2 separate regions of the Gossypium hirsutum genome follow, and region 2 is linked to region 1. The links are chromatin contacts, called in public Hi-C maps. All regions are on one chromosome and are shown on one strand. Each heading gives the region's core, a stretch centred on a gene start, on an enhancer-like site or on the middle of the called end of the contact. The rest is flanking DNA. Distances are from core to core; before and after follow the strand shown. Region 1 has its middle 35 kb from the start of LOC107913272. Region 2 has its middle 8.5 kb from the start of LOC107913276.

What was found. A called contact is a pair of places that touch in the nucleus more often than the background predicts.
Region 2: a Hi-C map of leaf shows a contact between it and region 1, with 2.6 times the contacts expected there. The contact joins two enhancer-like sites. A contact is called at or near these places in 3 of 34 Hi-C or Micro-C datasets (leaf and seedling).

The regions. Positions count from the first base shown.
Region 1 is chrD11:27,709,698-27,712,988 of Gossypium_hirsutum_v2.1, reverse strand. No RefSeq gene overlaps it. Among protein-coding and RNA genes, the nearest start is that of LOC107913272, 35 kb to the right of the region's middle. Within about 2 kb of position 1,313, at least 2 of the 9 cell types and tissues checked have an H3K27ac peak or open chromatin away from gene starts, as enhancers often do. A contact at or near this core is called in leaf, where this site is marked.
Region 2 is chrD11:28,057,737-28,060,848 of Gossypium_hirsutum_v2.1, reverse strand. No RefSeq gene overlaps it. Among protein-coding and RNA genes, the nearest start is that of LOC107913276, 8.5 kb to the right of the region's middle. Within about 2 kb of position 1,853, at least 1 of the 9 cell types and tissues checked has an H3K27ac peak or open chromatin away from gene starts, as enhancers often do. A contact at or near this core is called in leaf, where this site is marked.

The DNA.
Region 1 (3,291 bases), core at 64-2,563:
TGAGATATGCACCGCGACTTCTTGCTTTAGTTATTTAAGTCGAAGATCATGGGGGTTGACTTAGATTCAGGTTAGTGCATCAATTTATCATAAAAGCTTATGGCTATATATATATATATATTGTCCATGCCAAAGGCAAGTCGGTCATTGACATTTTTGAGATATTATATAGGGACATTGTTCTCTTTATAGTGCTCATACAGGATTATATGTGCCACATTATATAATTTTGCTATGGAGTATATTATTTGTGAATCATACTCTGAGAATAGCTCTAAATTTGTCAATAGACTCAATCAGATTTGTTTTATCGTTACAATTATATTTTTTTTGTCCAATTAATTTTAGTTTATTGCTATATATATTTAATTTTTTTGGATGTTTTGATATAAATTTATGTGGATCATGATATATGTTTAAAAATTTTAATTTTAAGTTTGGTTTTATAAAATTTAGTTTTGAATTTTATTATAATTTTTTTTATGGCCGCTTGTTTAAGTGCTTAAAAAATTAATCAAAGGTTAAGGTTTTCGATTTTTAATTGTGCCTTTTAAAAAAATTATTTTGGGTTACTTTGAAACCTGTGGTGCAATTTAATTATGTGACATTAACATGAATGACATATCAACATCTAATGATACAATTTATGTCGCGTGTGATTTTCATCACACCTTTAAAGGTGAATAATGGCACAATGACCAATTTGTTATAAATTGATAATATTAGTGTCCAAATTGTCATAATTAAAATATTAGTGGCCAAAATATAAATTTAGATAAAAATAAGAAATAAATTATTTTTATAGTTTACCTATAAATATATGTGTCAAAATTAAAGCAAATTATTAAAATTTATATAATATGTATTACCTTGAAAACAGTTTTGACGGCAATGGCACACGAGATAATTGAGGAGTTATGGAATATTGTCAATTAGAATTTAACATTTTTTGGCATAATAAAATTATGCATACAACATAACAAAATAATTAAAACACAACACGATAACAAAATATACTCAATAGAATTATTCCAAAATTAAATGACAAATTTTAAATAAATTTAAAAATAAATTAATTCTACCAAAAATCCCATTAGAAAAATTTATAAACACAAACATCATACCCTAAACTTTATGTCAATCAACTTGAAAGTCAAGTAAATTTATGAATGAAGTAGTTTACAGCTACAAATCATAGTCGGTGAAAAATATAAAACGAAATTACAGTTTTTTACTGTTCATGAGTAGTATAGTAATGAGCATCTGAAATGAGCTTATTCAAAGTTTAAAACAGGCCTGGTAGTCGCAAAACATTTCCGGGCTTACTGTAAATGTGGGCTATCATATGCTTTAACTCTTATGGGCAGCGCTAAACCATGAACAATAATTTTGTGGCCCTACTCTCATCACACATTTTATTGTTTTTTCTTTTAATTTTATATATTTATTAAAAATTTTATGAGATATGACAATTTTAGATTCCCCGGGTTAGGTTGGTAAGATTATACAAGCTTTTTCTTTTATTTAAAACCTTCAACTTTACAAAAAAAAATCTATATATTTTAACTTTTTATTTAAAATTTTCGTATGTTTTAACCCTTAAATTAATATTATTTATCAAATAATCTCAAAATTGATAGAAAAATTCATGTTTGTTAATTTTATTGATGTGACATATATATAGATTGCAACATGTATACCACGTAAGCAATTAATTAATTTTTAAGAATAAAAAATATTTTTTATATTGTTTATACTTTTCAATATTTTAATTTTTTTAAATTTTAAAAAATTAATTAATTGTTGACGTGGCATCCACATGACAATCGACGTGGGCACATCAGCAAAGTTAATAAATGTTAACTTTTTCATCCATTTTGAGTGATTTGACAAACAACGTAAGTTTAAGGATTAAAAAAGTGAAAAATTAAATGGAGGATTATAATGATTTTTTTTTGTAAAGTTGGAGGCCCAAATATACCTTTTAAAAAAATTAATAAAAAAAGTTATGAATGTTAAAGATGTGAATTCTTACCACCTTATCTATAAAAACTTTTTTTACCACTTCAATTAAATTTTTTTTTAATATTGTTATACATTTCAATTTTATTAAACAAATTGTTTCACCTAAGTTATTTGTACTTAAATATTTATATAATTATTTAAACTCTTGACTGAATTGGTGTCATTAATCAGCTGGACACCAACTCATTAAAGGAATTTACAAAAATACCTTTATATATTTGAAAAAAATTATATTAATATAAAAATATTTTTTTTCTTTTTATATTTTAAATATGAAATTTTCACACTAAAAATGCTAATAATAAAAAATAAATCTTTAACTTGATTCATCAAGTTTAAAACTGTATCACTGATGTACCAAAAATGAAATTTTTAATGAGTTAAATAAAGGAAGGATAGAGCGAAAAGATATAGATTTCTATTCCAAAGCATGATGATGTGTACGTAACAGGTTTGTAAGTATTTTTGTGTAATTAACATCATTTGATAGATTTTTGAAGGCCTTCAATAAGATTTTTATATTATTCCTAAATTATTTATAATTTTAAAATTATTAAATCGAATAATAATAATATATTTTAAGAATAATCTTATATAATTTCATTATTATATGATCTTAGCAACCTTATATGATTTCCTTAATTTTTATATAATTCGGTAAGTATGGTATAATTAATTTTGATAATATCCATAATAATTCAGGTGTTTTTGATATAATATGATAACATTTTTACTAATTTTATCATAAATTAATATCAAAATAAAGAATTATCTAATATAATTTTTAAATAAGTACCAACAAATTATATTAAATAATATGCTTAATGAATGTTTTAGCTCTCCAAATTTACAAAAAAAAATATTTTAGCCTTCAATTTAATTTTTCATCTCTTTTAATCATTAAACTTATATTCTTTTGTCAAATCACCCTGAATTAGATAGAAAAGTTAACGTCTATTAACTTTGATGATGTGACATACATGTGAATTGTCATATAAATGACATGTCAGCATTTAATTAATTTTTTAAAATATAAAATTATTAAAAATATATTTTCTTATAATTTTTATACCTTTTAATAATTTTAATAATTCTAAATTTTTAAAAATAATTTTTATAATATTTTAAAATTTTAAAAAAAAATTAATTAAACGTTGATGTGTCATCCACATGTCAGTAAAATTAAAAAAACGTTAATTTTTTTTATCTATTTAAGATAGTTTGATAAAAAATATAAATTTAAATATTAAAAAGATAGAAAATTAA
Region 2 (3,112 bases), core at 604-3,103, 350 kb before region 1:
GATCGTACCCAAGGAAGGATGGAATAAATTATGAAAACCTTTTTACTACTTTTTTACCCCATTAAAATAAAAATTAATTATATTCCAAAATGGCATCCCCATGGCATTATTTACCAAAATACGATGAAATGAATAGTGACTGAGGGGTGGTGCCTGAGAAAGTGGCGGCACCACCCAAAATTCCCCACAGTCATGAAGCCATGATTAGGCCATAATTGGGTTTTTTTTTTAAAATATATTTTATTGGTGGAAAATATGGGTAAAAATCGGATTAAAATACAAGTTGGAGAGGTGGAGGGTATGTGTCAGGCGACACTCAAGCCCATGGTGAAAGGGTGTTGTCAGGCGACACTAGGCCCTATTTAAACGATGTTTTCTTGAACGGTTTAGCAGATAAGAAGAAAAGAGGAAAAAATATTTAAGAGAAAACAAAGAAGAATTCGTAAGGTTAGTACAATATAAATTCTATCTTATTTTACAGTAGATTTTTTTCCCAATAATTTATTTAGAAATTTAATTATTTTTCACTGATTTAGTATTGAAGGTAGATAATTAATTCTTCGTATGTGTTTATGTCGATAGAGTAGTTTTAACAACAACAGTTTGATGTATATTTGAATGTCACCAACAAATAGTAATGAGATTTAGTAGAAATGTGTCGGTTGATGATATGAAAGAAAGGAGCAGTGCAAAAATTATTAGACATTGTGGGAGGAGGATCTCGAAACTATTCTACAAATTCCCAATTTCGACAAATCACATCAAATTCATTGATAAGGAACTTATAGATGATGAAGATGTGGAGACAATGGTCGCATTTTATTGTAGGAATTAAAGTTGTCACACTGAACCAATTCAGTTGTTTGTTGAGTTAGCTGATGTGGAGCCAACTGAAGATTTCACTCCATTAAGTGAAGAACATAGAGTTCAAGATTCATGTAAAGAGGTTCCGAGAGCGTTTGTTGATAGGCAATCGGTTGTATGTAGGTTCGACATCGATCTTAATTCTCCATCTACATCTAAAAACCTTAACTTGGGTCCCCGTTTACAAATACATTCAGTGGTGATTGAGATCGATACGAATGGTGATGATGTATATGATAATAATGATCCTTCTGATAACAAGGTTGAAGATTATAGTGATTCGGATCTAGACGAGGTCCCGGATGATATTGACGATGAATGTACGAATGACGATAGAAATATTACACGTCTTTAGTCGAGAACCCGAGTTGAGGCATTGTCATATGCAATGATATGGGGGCCACATGTGAATTGTATATCCTGATACAGCGAATGCATTTGAATTCCTGAAGTACCCTCAATATACTACTTGCTCACCAATTGGCAGCAGATCCCGAACGTAAGGAGTTGTTCATAAGCCAAGGAAGATTGTGTATTTTCCATTAAGCGGTATAGCATAAAAGTGTCAATTGACTACAAAGTCACCATGTCTAAACAAACACTGTATATTAAGGAGTGTTGGAGGTCGACAGAAGGGTGCAATTGGTGGGTACAAGCTACATTTATCTAGAGGTCGCAAATGTGAGAGATCCGAAAATTTGTTCGGTCTCGAACATGCACTTTTACACATATGACACAAGATTACCGCAAAGTTTATGCCAAAACTATCTGCAATTGCATCATGTCAATGGTGAAGGACATGCCAACCATTCCTATTTTGGTACTGATTGCCAAAATGCAAGAACGATTCTAGTACCAAGTGTCATACCGAAAAACATAGATAGCTAAACAAATGATCGTGGAGCAATTGTATGGAGATTGAGATGCGTCATACAATGAACTAGAGGGGTGGATAGCCGCTATGCGATAGTATGTGCCAAGGACTATGTAACAACCCAACTCTGGCGGGTACAGGGTTTAATGTATAGTCCTAAGGTAATATAATTGGCGGAGTAGACTACGCCTAAGTGCCTCTTTCGATGAATGGGGCGGCGTATACAATTATGTAGTTAAGTTAATAAAAGTTCATTGTCAGGTGGCTGTATTAGTATGCAAGTTATAGGTATCTTTTAACATTTTTTAAAGTTTACATTATAGTATTATATATTACTATGGATTTATTTCTTTTATGTGTTATAAATTACATAATATATAAAAATAATATAATATAAGATATTAAAAATTAAAAAAACAAGTTGGGCTAGAACTTAGACCTTGAATTTTTAAACTTGAACTCGAACCAAATTTTAAACGAGTTTAATTATTTTATTCAAATCCTCCCAAATTTCATGTGAGTCTTCAATCGTAAACAAATAACTCAACTTAAAATCAAATCTAATGTTAACCAATAGTGTTATATTTATATAAAGAAAAGTAAAACCAATGCATTAGCTGGTTTTTTCTAAATTTAGTAAAGGTTATATCTTCAATCTAAAAACTTTTCGTAAATGAAAAGAAATAATCAGTTCATTTTTTTTATAAACATCACCTAAGCCAATATTATTAGGTGGTAAAAGTTAATTAATTTTCAGTGCGAAATGCATTCAGTTTTTCAAAAAAAAAAAAATAGTATCCGAAGTTTTGGAATAAAGCCATTTAAGAAGAGGGAAGGTTTTATAACTTTTATGCTTTTCTATTTTTTCTATTTTTAACTTTATAATTTTTTTAGAACGAAGATAAAATTAATAAACTACATAAATAGGGAGAGCTAAATTTATTTTTTTAGAATGAGACCGAAAAGAGAAAATATATAAATATTTAGAGCTAACTGTATTATTATGCTAATAAAAAATCACCTACATATTTTGTTGGTGATTAATGAATTCAATATTGATAATATTAACGATGAAATTTAAAATATTTTGGAGTTAGGATTGCACTATCAAGTTTATAATAGCCTTTATTTGTATAAAATGGTGGTTAAAGTTCTTTTCAAACACTTATTTGATACAAATTCAAATTATGTAACCCCCAACCGCATCCTTCTCTTAATATTATGTTTAAAAAAATCTAGTTTATGATACAAAATTAGGGATAAACAAAACTCTATTTGATTCGAAAAAAATCAAATTTTGAGTTATTCAAGTCAACTTGAATAAATAATTCGAGTTCTGAGTTCGAGTCAAGTTAAATTTTATAATTCGAATAA